Linked DNA regions of Gossypium hirsutum: region 2 is linked to region 1. Evidence: chromatin contacts called from public Hi-C data. All regions are on one chromosome and are shown on one strand. Each heading gives the region's core, a stretch centred on a gene start, on an enhancer-like site or on the middle of the called end of the contact. The rest is flanking DNA. Distances are from core to core; before and after follow the strand shown.

Region 1 (4,985 bases), core at 829-3,328:
CATAAGAATAAAAAAATTGTATACCTTTAATTCTTCCTCTAATGAAATCTTTTTTGGCTTATACGCATCAATGGGTCCTGTTCTTGATAATGCTTTCCTCGTCTCGATAATTTCCCATTCTTGATCATCTTTCACCTTTGCTATATCCTTGCTGAACTACGAAATAGTCTAAAATTTTAGAAGATCGAACGAAATGATGATGGTAAGTACTAACTATGGATTAGAGGTGTTGCAACAGTGATCGAAACAGATAATCATATTGAAAATAGAAGTCCACATAATGATCAGCAGTTTTCAATTGGAACATGCAAACCGGAAGTGTTCTTGTGAACTCTAGATAGACAAAAATGCAGCAGTGATAAGTACTCTTAGTTTAAGCAGTGGCACCTTTCATGGACATCGATCAAGCCCTCGAATTTTCAGTCAGAAAATCAGATAGAAGGTCATCTAACTCGACCAACTAAACTCAACCAAACCAAACTAATAGATGATCGAACTTGAACCTTATGCTCAACACTCAATCGATAAAGAGCCCAAACAAGAATCATACTAAAACATTTTCTTAAACTACTAATTTGGTTGTCTACCTGAAAACCGCAGAAAGATATGTACATACAAGTGAATGTGTGGGTGTAAGAATCATATAGTGCTAGATTAATTCAAGTCAAACAAGAATGCAAAAATAGCCTTCTATTTCCAATCATATGATTACATCCTATTGTCATTGGAATTCTTTTCTCCAACTTTAAAAATTTACAACTATATACCACCATCAGAACTGACGGCCTAATACCATAGGTCCAACTCCGATCATGAGAAATACACCGTGAACAGAACTGAGCCAATTATTTACGCCATAACATGGTTTGCCCCTCAAAGTTAAAATGATATATGCTGTTCTCTGCACAGCAGATATATTCACTGCCAGATGAAACATAGGTCTCATCCACTAAACTGGTTTGGAAAATCAATTTGCAAATCAAGTGTACCGAAACTAACCTGCCCTGCAAGAGATGACCAAGGCCAACTGCCCCAAACACTGTCAACGAAATCATTGGAAGCCCATATCTGATAAAAGGATACTTCCTACCCCACCTTCGGAATGACAATGATGAACTCTGAATCTTAGCAGTGTTAGCAGCCGGATTACTAGTTTTCCGAGGCTCAGCCGTATTTCCCTCAACAGATGTCATTTTCAGCAAATCATGAACAAACTGTATAAGAATGTCAGTTGCAATAGAATTCAAGCTATATTTACTTATCTATTGAGTTCTGATAGCCAAAAAGAACTCAAATGCACTATTCATTGCAAATCAGTCTGTTACTTAAGAGTTAGATACGGGTATGTGCTTGAAACTGGATATGATTGAAGGTCATATCCCATATCCAAGTGTCAGATACCGGTACTCAAGAAATATAAAGATTCGAAATAACATAGATAAGCTAAAACCCTTTGCAATTTATACAGATGAGTGACTTATTCAAGTAAAAGATAGAAGCCTTAAACATATATATCCTATGAAGCTCGAACTCTTCATTTTCCTATAGAATTTTTGTTTGACATTTTTCGCTATCTATTAACACAATATAACAAATTTTCCAAATTCAAACAAATTTAAGTTTCTTTTTTGTTTTAAATAATAATGTTGAATTGAACCCATTGTTTTGCTCAACTAAAATTACAGCTTAATAACCATAAATTCTTATTTTCCAGTAAAAACCCAAATAATTAAAAAAAATTCTTTTATTCAACTAATCTCAAAAGATTGTTTTTTTTCCAGAAAATTTATTAAACAAATTTCCAGCATAACCTTTTCAATCTACACACAATTTGATACCCAAAATTGCAGTTTAAAGAGGAGAAGGGCAAAATTTAAACATAGTAAAGTAAAATAAAATAAAGGTATAGAAATCAATCTACATACCTTCTTGAGATGGGAATGTTCTGAATCTGCTTGAAAATTACTTTGATTTCGGAAAAGGAATAAAAATTAAAATTTGAAAAAGTTTGAGTTGAGAGAAAACACAAGGAGAAAAAGGACGGAATGAATGATTGGGCAGGGACTGCAAGTTAAATTTAAAAGTAGAAGCCCAGAATTCAATACCCAGGTCGGTTCATATCTTAGGTATTCATGGGTAAAATCCAAGCCCAAAATTCAATACCCAGAATTACAAAATAATTTTTTAAACAATAGCGAGTAGAGTATGATAATTTTTTTTTTTTAAATAAAAAAGATTAATGGAGTCTAAAAAAATATTAAAATTAAAGTCAAATTAAAAAAAAAGTAATAAAAAGTTGGGGGGGGGGAATCAATATGATAAAGTTGTAGTTAAAGCTAAAATTATCGTTTAATTCATGAGTTTGATCATTGATGAAAATATTATTTTCAATGTTCTTTAATAAACTAGTTATAGTTGTCGATGTCGGGCCTAGTAACCAATCTCTCCTTACTATTTCGATAACCAAGGGGCGGCTCGATTGAAATTATTTTTCTTATCAATAAGCAATCCTATAATTTTCACTTAGTGTTTAACTTAAAAATAGCATTAAGATCTAGATAAACATAATTCTAACCAACAAACACACACTAGTGGAGTCCATTTAAATTAGATTGCATGTCTACACAATATAGAATACATACCTTATATTCAATAAACCTGAATATTTGTAATTAAATAAGAAAAAATGCAAATACTAAATAACAAATAAAAGATTAAGAACAATTAGATCTCAACAACTATCTGAATCAAACTTCGAAATTTCTTTGAATAGAAAAGTGGATTTATCAATCCATAAAATAATAGCGCAAAAACGATAAGTCTGCAATAAGCTAAAAGTTCAATGCAATCAAAAGTTATATTACCCTCTTAAAAAATATTGTATTTATAAAGTTTATTGACCTAAATTAGGGCTACAATACTTTCTTAGACTTTAATATTTGAAAAAGAAAACAGTAGCCCCAGGTCAAAATGGCAAAGGAATCTTATGTCGCACAAGCTTGGTGCCGCAACTCAGTAGCACAATGCTAGGGCTCGCAAGATAATCACACTGAAGCACGGTCTAAGGTGCCTAAGCATACGAATAGTTGAGGTTGAGGCGCCGAATCTAGGCTAGAGTGTCGGTGTTTTGGGCCACAGCCCACTCGTCCTTCTTCGGGCCTCCTTGTAATTGTTCGATTTCACTCCTGATAATTTTCAATGTTGCATTCCAAGCTCATATGCACCTAAAGCTATCAAAAAAAGGTCCAAGTTCGAAAGTCAGTCCATGCTAATCTAAACTCATAACAATCTAAATTCGAGAATTCGTGTCAAGGTGGAGATTGTTAGAGTTGTATGACCCAAACCCTTGTTAAAGAAAATACAGTAGTAAAACAATGGGATCTATGTAAGGCTTTTCAACCTTTAAATAGATGTAGTTGAAACACCTCTTATATCATTCAGTTTTCAACATTAGTGAATTTCTTCTCTTTTGCTTGTGGTTTTTTCCCGAAAGGGTTTCCACGTAAAATCTGTATTTTATTTTTCTTTTCTTATTGTTTATCATTCAGTTTTCAACATTAGTGAATTTCTTCTTCTCTGCTTGTGGTTTTTTTCTGAAAGGGTTTCCAAATAAAATCTATGTGTTTTATTTTACTTTTCTTATTGTTTTGCGATCATTCTATATTGTCATTATTGGCATCTATTTTAACACTATTAATAGGGGTCAATCCACCCCACTCTTGTACATAGCATAAACCTTGTAATAAAGCATACGATCATTTTAAACACTATTTTGCAAATACTCTTTCTTTGCCTACGTACTAGCATTCCAAACACCCTTTTGCAACCTTATTATCATTCCTTATTGATGATGCAACATTCATTGTAGAGTTAAATACATGTATGTGCTTGACACGGATAAGATTGATGTTCATATCCCATATACATGTGTTAGACATTAGTACTCGAGAAAAATAAAGAATCTAAATAGCATAGGCAAGCTAAAACCTTTTTCCTTGTTGCAATTTTGTAAAAATGAGTGATTATTCAAGTAAAAAATAGAATCTTTTAACACACGCCCGCCTTTTTCCTTGTTGCAATTTTGTTAAAATGAGTGATTATTCAAATAAAGATAGAACTCTTTAACAAACACGCTTATATATCCTATGTTACCAAATTCTTCATTTTCCTATAGTATCTTTGTCTGACACTTGCACTACTATCTATTCAGACATGGGAATGGTGGTCTTTCTAGTTTTTTTTTTATGTTGATGACATACTATTTTTTGGGGATGATGTAGAGACGTTATCATCGGTTAAATTGTGACTAATTCAATAGTTTAGCATGAAGAAGTTGGGTGAAGTTAACAATGCTCTGGGAATTTGAATCTTTAGGGATAAAAAAACAAAGTGATAACTTTAATACAAGCTTCATAAATAGACAATATATTGGAACGTTTTGCCATGGCCAATTCGAATAAGGGTACACATCCTTTTGTATAGGGATTTAATCTTTATTTAGATGACTATCTTAAGACAGCGAAAGAAAGAGAACATGCGAAAAAACTTCCTGAAACTTTGGTAGTTGGAAGTCTCGTGTATGCGACGTTATGCACATGTCCAAATATTTGTTTTGCAGTAGGATTTGTGAGTCAATATCAACAAGTCTTGATCATAGATACTGGCAAATAATTAAGCATATACTCAAATATTTACAAAAAAATGAGAGATTATATACTAATATATTCCTGAGGGGACTTAACTCTCATCAGATATACTGATTTTAACTTCCAAACATGATGGATTTAAGGAAATCAACATCGAATTGTGTTTTCGTATTAGATGGAGGCTCCATAATGTGGAGAAGTGTTAAGTAGAGTTGTATTGCTAACTTCACTACGGAGGCCGACTACTTAACTACTTCTAAGACAACAAAAGAAATGGAATTAGCAAGTTGTTTAAAATATAGTAATTAAAATTTATTTTATTTAATTTTACTATAATTT
Region 2 (4,985 bases), core at 923-3,422, 150 kb before region 1:
AATATACTAAAGTTGTGAACTTAGTCTTTTTAGTTTAATTTGGTCAATTTTAATTATGTACTTTTTGGAATTTTGAAATTTTAGTTTTGACATAAATGATAAGGTGTGGATTTAATACTTATTCTTTAATTTGGTCATTTTTAATCCTCATATTTTTCAAAAGTTGAAATTTAGTTCGAAATCAAACTGTTGAATCCATTAATTTAAAATAATGTGCTTTTTCTATGAGTATTATATGAAAGTAATAAGTTGACATGATCTTACATATGATATATTACATATGATAATATGTTTGTCACATAAGATTTCAAAAATAACAAAATTTAACTTAATAAATTTAATAATTACCACTTGAGTCATAACTAAAATTTCAAAATTCGAAAAATAAATGAGCTAATTAAAATATATGGATTAAATTTACAATCTATGCATATTACAAAGACTAATAGCAAAGTTTTGTCACAGGCTAAAACTTTAGCTCGACTGAACATGCAACCTTAAACATGAGACTTAAGCCAACTATGCTCAGGTTTAGCCTTATCAACAACCAACTATGATAAAAGACACTCTAAAGAGCGAAACAAGGGAGAGTGTAGGAGAATGCTCAATCTGGTATGTACAAGAAAGCTTTACAAAGGAACACTCAATCCTAAAAATCTCGATGCTTTGGTACTCAAATTGGTCCTTCTTAACTCTTGAGCTCCACTAATGACTTGACCATTGCCATTGCTTGTGTTAAGTCTTGGACCCTTTAACGCTGCAACTCAAGTCTTGCTTACGGCTTGAGTCCGTCCATGAAGTAGAAAAAGGCTTTATTGCCTTCAAGTGGCGATTTGAAGTATAATCTCTAAGAACTCTAGCATGTACTCGTACACCCCATTGTGTTGAGTAAGACAATGCAACCTTGACCGCATCTTATCATTGACATACTTAGGGTAAAACTATTGCTTAAGCTCCCTTCGAAACACGTCCCATGTGTTGATGGAAACAACTCATCGCCTCATGTTGTCACACTTACAATGCCATCATAACAAAGCTACCTCAGTTAAGTACATAGAGGCAATACTTACCTTGGTTGGTTTGTCAACAATAGCCACAACTCGAAAATATTACTCCGTGCCCCCATAAAAAATTGTCCACATTTTTTACATCTCTCGAACCCTGGAACTCCTTCAGCTTCAGGATGTCTACACCAAGGATTTAAATTGCGTTTGCGGCCAAGTTTTCGGCCGCGTTGCATTTATCGCGATTCCAGACATAACAGATGCTATTGCGGTCTCTACGGGTATCGCGGTCGTGAATTTTTTTAAAATGTGCACAACTTATTGTAAAACATAACAATTATAATTATAATTATAAAAAGTCACTTTTAATGATTTTTAGAGTGTTTTCTAACTCTTATTGTAAAATAACGAGAATAGCGGCCCTTTATTGCCGCAATTGGCCGTTACTCGTTAAATTGCGGCCGCGATCCACTGCTATTGGTGTGATTCCACTTCACACAATTATTTTCAGTGGTAACGATTTCGGACAGGGCCGCTACCGCTATATAACGGTTGCTATTCCACTACCCAACCGCTATTTACATCCCTAGTCTACACAAGGTCTCATCATACTAAGTACTCCTCCCATGGTATGATGATGATTTTCGGATTTCCACGTGGGCGATGGCAGAGCCGAAAAATTTTGGGAGGTCGGAATTAAATTGTATATTTTTACGATAGTAAAAATGTAATTTCATCATTTAAATAGTCTATATCTTTATAATTTTTAAAGGATTAAATCAAATTTTTATCACTTTTAGGGTGGCCAAAGTGCAATTTTACTATTAATAATTTGAAATTTTTATAAATTATAAAGAACTTAAATGGAAAATTTTCTATTTTAAGGGAGACCGAGACCCTGCCAACCCCTATTGGCTCCGTCACTGCACGTGGGTAAGTAAACATGTTGCAAATAAATAAAAAATTCAGAATATTTCTGTTAATCATTTAGCAGCAACTAGAGGGGATGACTAAACCAGATTTTGATAAGTTTAGTAACTAAATCGATAAAAATTTTAAAGTTAAGTGACCAAAATAGAACCACTTACATAGTTGGTGACTATTCTAGTAATTTACCCTAAAAAAATGATTGGATTTTACAAATTAGGCGGGTTTGACGGTTTAATTAAAATAAATAATAAAAACTCGAATGAGCCTAAAGTCAGCGAGCGACGAATAGATAACGAAAATATCAGTAAATTTCTGCTCGGATCGAAGAAATTGATTGATTAGCTGTGAACTGAAAAAGAAAAAAGAGTATTAATCACTCTCTCTCTCTCTCTCTCTCTCTTGTTAATTATTTGTTTAACATTCTAATAATTAGGTGATTTTCTTTTATTAATTTGTTTAAGCTCTGCATTCTTTTATCTACTTGTTTACGTTTTATCTTTTTTGGTTTTGGCTTACAAGAGGGTAGAAGGGAGAAATGGAGTCGACGGAATCATCTTACGTGTCATCACCGGAGGCGGCGAGAAATAGATCTCAGCCGCCGCCTAAATCGCCGACTTCTGGTAATTTCTGATTGGATCTTACCTTTTCTTCGTTGAAACGTTTCATTTCTGAGTTTTGTTTTTTAATTTATTTTCTGCTTCGGAGTAATGGAGTTTTATTTTTTTTAGTTTTTGTTTCCTGTTATTATTAGTATTATTTTCTTCTAATATAAAGGTTGGAATTGTTTGAATTTCGAGTTTTATTTCATTTATTTATAAATTTTATTTAATATACAATTTTAAACCCTAACCCTAACATTATGTTTGGTTGGCGTGAAATGGTAAATGGAGAGTGAGAGAAAGAAGAATATGGTCTGAGTATTTAGCTTATGCTTGAATATTGTATTACAGGGACTCCGGGTTAGTTCCGAATAGGTGTACGTGTCACCTATTCTGTTTAACACGAGCATGCTCTATTTCTTTTCTTTAATGTGTATCCATATATTCGAAGAACATCAAGTTTATTCAGATATAAAATTTTGAAACATCAATAATACATCCTGGTGTTCGTAGCTTGAGTTTTATCTTTTATATTCTTGTGGTTTTTGCTGAGTCATTCTCCAGTTTCACGTCCTGTCCTTTTGCAATTAGCATCTACATCATTATTTCTTCCACGGCTTTTAACATAAGGTGATGGAATGTAAGGGATCCAAGTTGTTGTGGTGATTAGGGCTGATGCCAAATTTGGCCCCTCTTGGCCCGTCCAAACGGACTAGGTTGTTCAGTTTTCTGTTATACAAAAAATGGTAAAAGTCTATTTTGCCTACCTAACAGTTCATAATTTTTTACCCTCTTTTTTTCCAGCACCCCCAGCATAAAACTCTTGGCTTCAACCCTGGTACTGATGCTAATGAGAATGGGTTCTAGTGAAATGAGTTGCTTGCTGTTGGTTGATTATATCAGTATCTAAGTATTGATAAGGCTTGCATGAAAATTGAAAAATGGTTGTCTGGTATTACCTTTCCTTAAGATCCGATTTTCTACTTTTTCATATGCATGAGATCAACAATATTACTGTCTCAACTATTCTCAGAAATGCAAGGTGGTGTGCTTACAAAGCAATTCTTGTTGCTTTGAAGCTACCGTATCGGTGTTGTATTTATTTGATGCTTTTACTGCTATCCTTTTTTTATTATTAGCAATTGCATATTGTGTGAAGTAATACATAGTTGCTGTTGTTTAGCATCTTTGTTATCCTCATTGTTGGTTTTATTTTAGGCTAAAAGGGAGGAGATTGCTCAAATTGTTGAAACTTTCATGTTTGCTCTGAAAATTCCTCAATTAACTGCAAATGCAGTTATGATCCATGAACTAACTGATAAACTTTTTGCCTATTCTTCTGTCAGGAAATGTGGAGAAGCCTATGTATATAAGGTTTCTTGTCTCCAATGCTGTGGCTGGTTCTGTAATTGGAAAGGGTGGGTCAACAATTACTGAATTTCAGTCAAAATCAGGAGCTCGAATTCAGTTGTCACGCAATCATGAAACATTCCCAGGAACATCAGACAGGATCATTATGGTCTCTGGAGCGATTGATGACATACTCAAAGCTATGGAGCTTATCCTTGCAAAATTATTCGATGAGGTGATTTCATGATAACTTTTGACCCGATTAGTTCTCTTTCTGATAATAACATAAGTTTGTTTCTTCCTGGTCAGCTTAATGTTGAAGATAATGGAGATGTTGGACCAAGAGCAAAAGTCAGGCTAATTGTTCCTAATAGCTCTTGTGGCAGTATAATTGGAAAGGGAGGAGCTACCATAAAGTAAGAAGTTTGCTTGCTCTGATTATTCTACATGTTTTTGTTGCTATGATTTTGAGATTTACGTGTGAAATTTGAATGTTGTTTTTAGTAAAGTTACAAAATTGAAGTATGCTGAACACTGAATAGGCTTGTTTATAAAGGATGCATGTTATTCTTCCATTATACTGTTCATTTGCAGAGAATATAAAATTTTCAGCCTACCATTGATATAAAGTATAGTCAGATAGGCATGAGTAGTGAAAAAACCACTCAGTTTGGAAATGATTCATGTGTGAGAATGTGTACAACAAAACCTATATTTGACCTGGTTGGGGATAATCCAGGAACCTTACATTGCAAAGTGCTGTGTACGATAAGTTTGAGAGCTAACTTGGGGAGATGGGCATTTGGAAGGATAAATTTTTGGCAGTAGGAACAAATTTAGTAAAATTTACCATAGTAATAACTTTGATGCATCATGGATTAATTGTGAGTCTGCTTGAATTGCCTAGTAATAACCTATTAAGTAGTTGGCCATGACTAAGAAATGAATTAGTTCAGGTATATTTGTGAAAATGTTGGAAGTTACCAGAGGTTTAATTTGTCAAAGACCTATCTGACCAAGGTTCAACCTAAATCATTGATGTCTTCTATCTATTTGACATGGATCAGAGTCCCAAGTAAGACAAAGGCATATCCAAGGAAAA

The links. Hi-C and Micro-C count contacts between places; a contact is called where the count stands out from the background.
Region 2: a Hi-C map of leaf shows a contact between it and region 1, with 2.2 times the contacts expected there. The contact joins the promoter of LOC107939537 here to the promoter of LOC107942502 in region 1. A contact is called at or near these places in 6 of 34 Hi-C or Micro-C datasets (all in leaf).

The regions. Positions count from the first base shown.
Region 1 is chrA06:122,497,500-122,502,484 of Gossypium_hirsutum_v2.1, reverse strand. It overlaps LOC107942502, which reads right to left and starts at 2,078. Exons shown (of 5, transcript XM_041116097.1): 1 at 1,926-2,078; 2 at 1,000-1,214; 3 at 25-151. The coding sequence starts at 1,193.
Region 2 is chrA06:122,646,950-122,651,934 of Gossypium_hirsutum_v2.1, reverse strand. It overlaps LOC107939537 (protein BTR1), which reads left to right and starts at 2,172. Exons shown (of 9, transcript XM_016872880.2): 1 at 2,172-2,300; 2 at 2,454-2,554; 3 at 3,880-4,118; 4 at 4,193-4,299. The coding sequence starts at 2,470.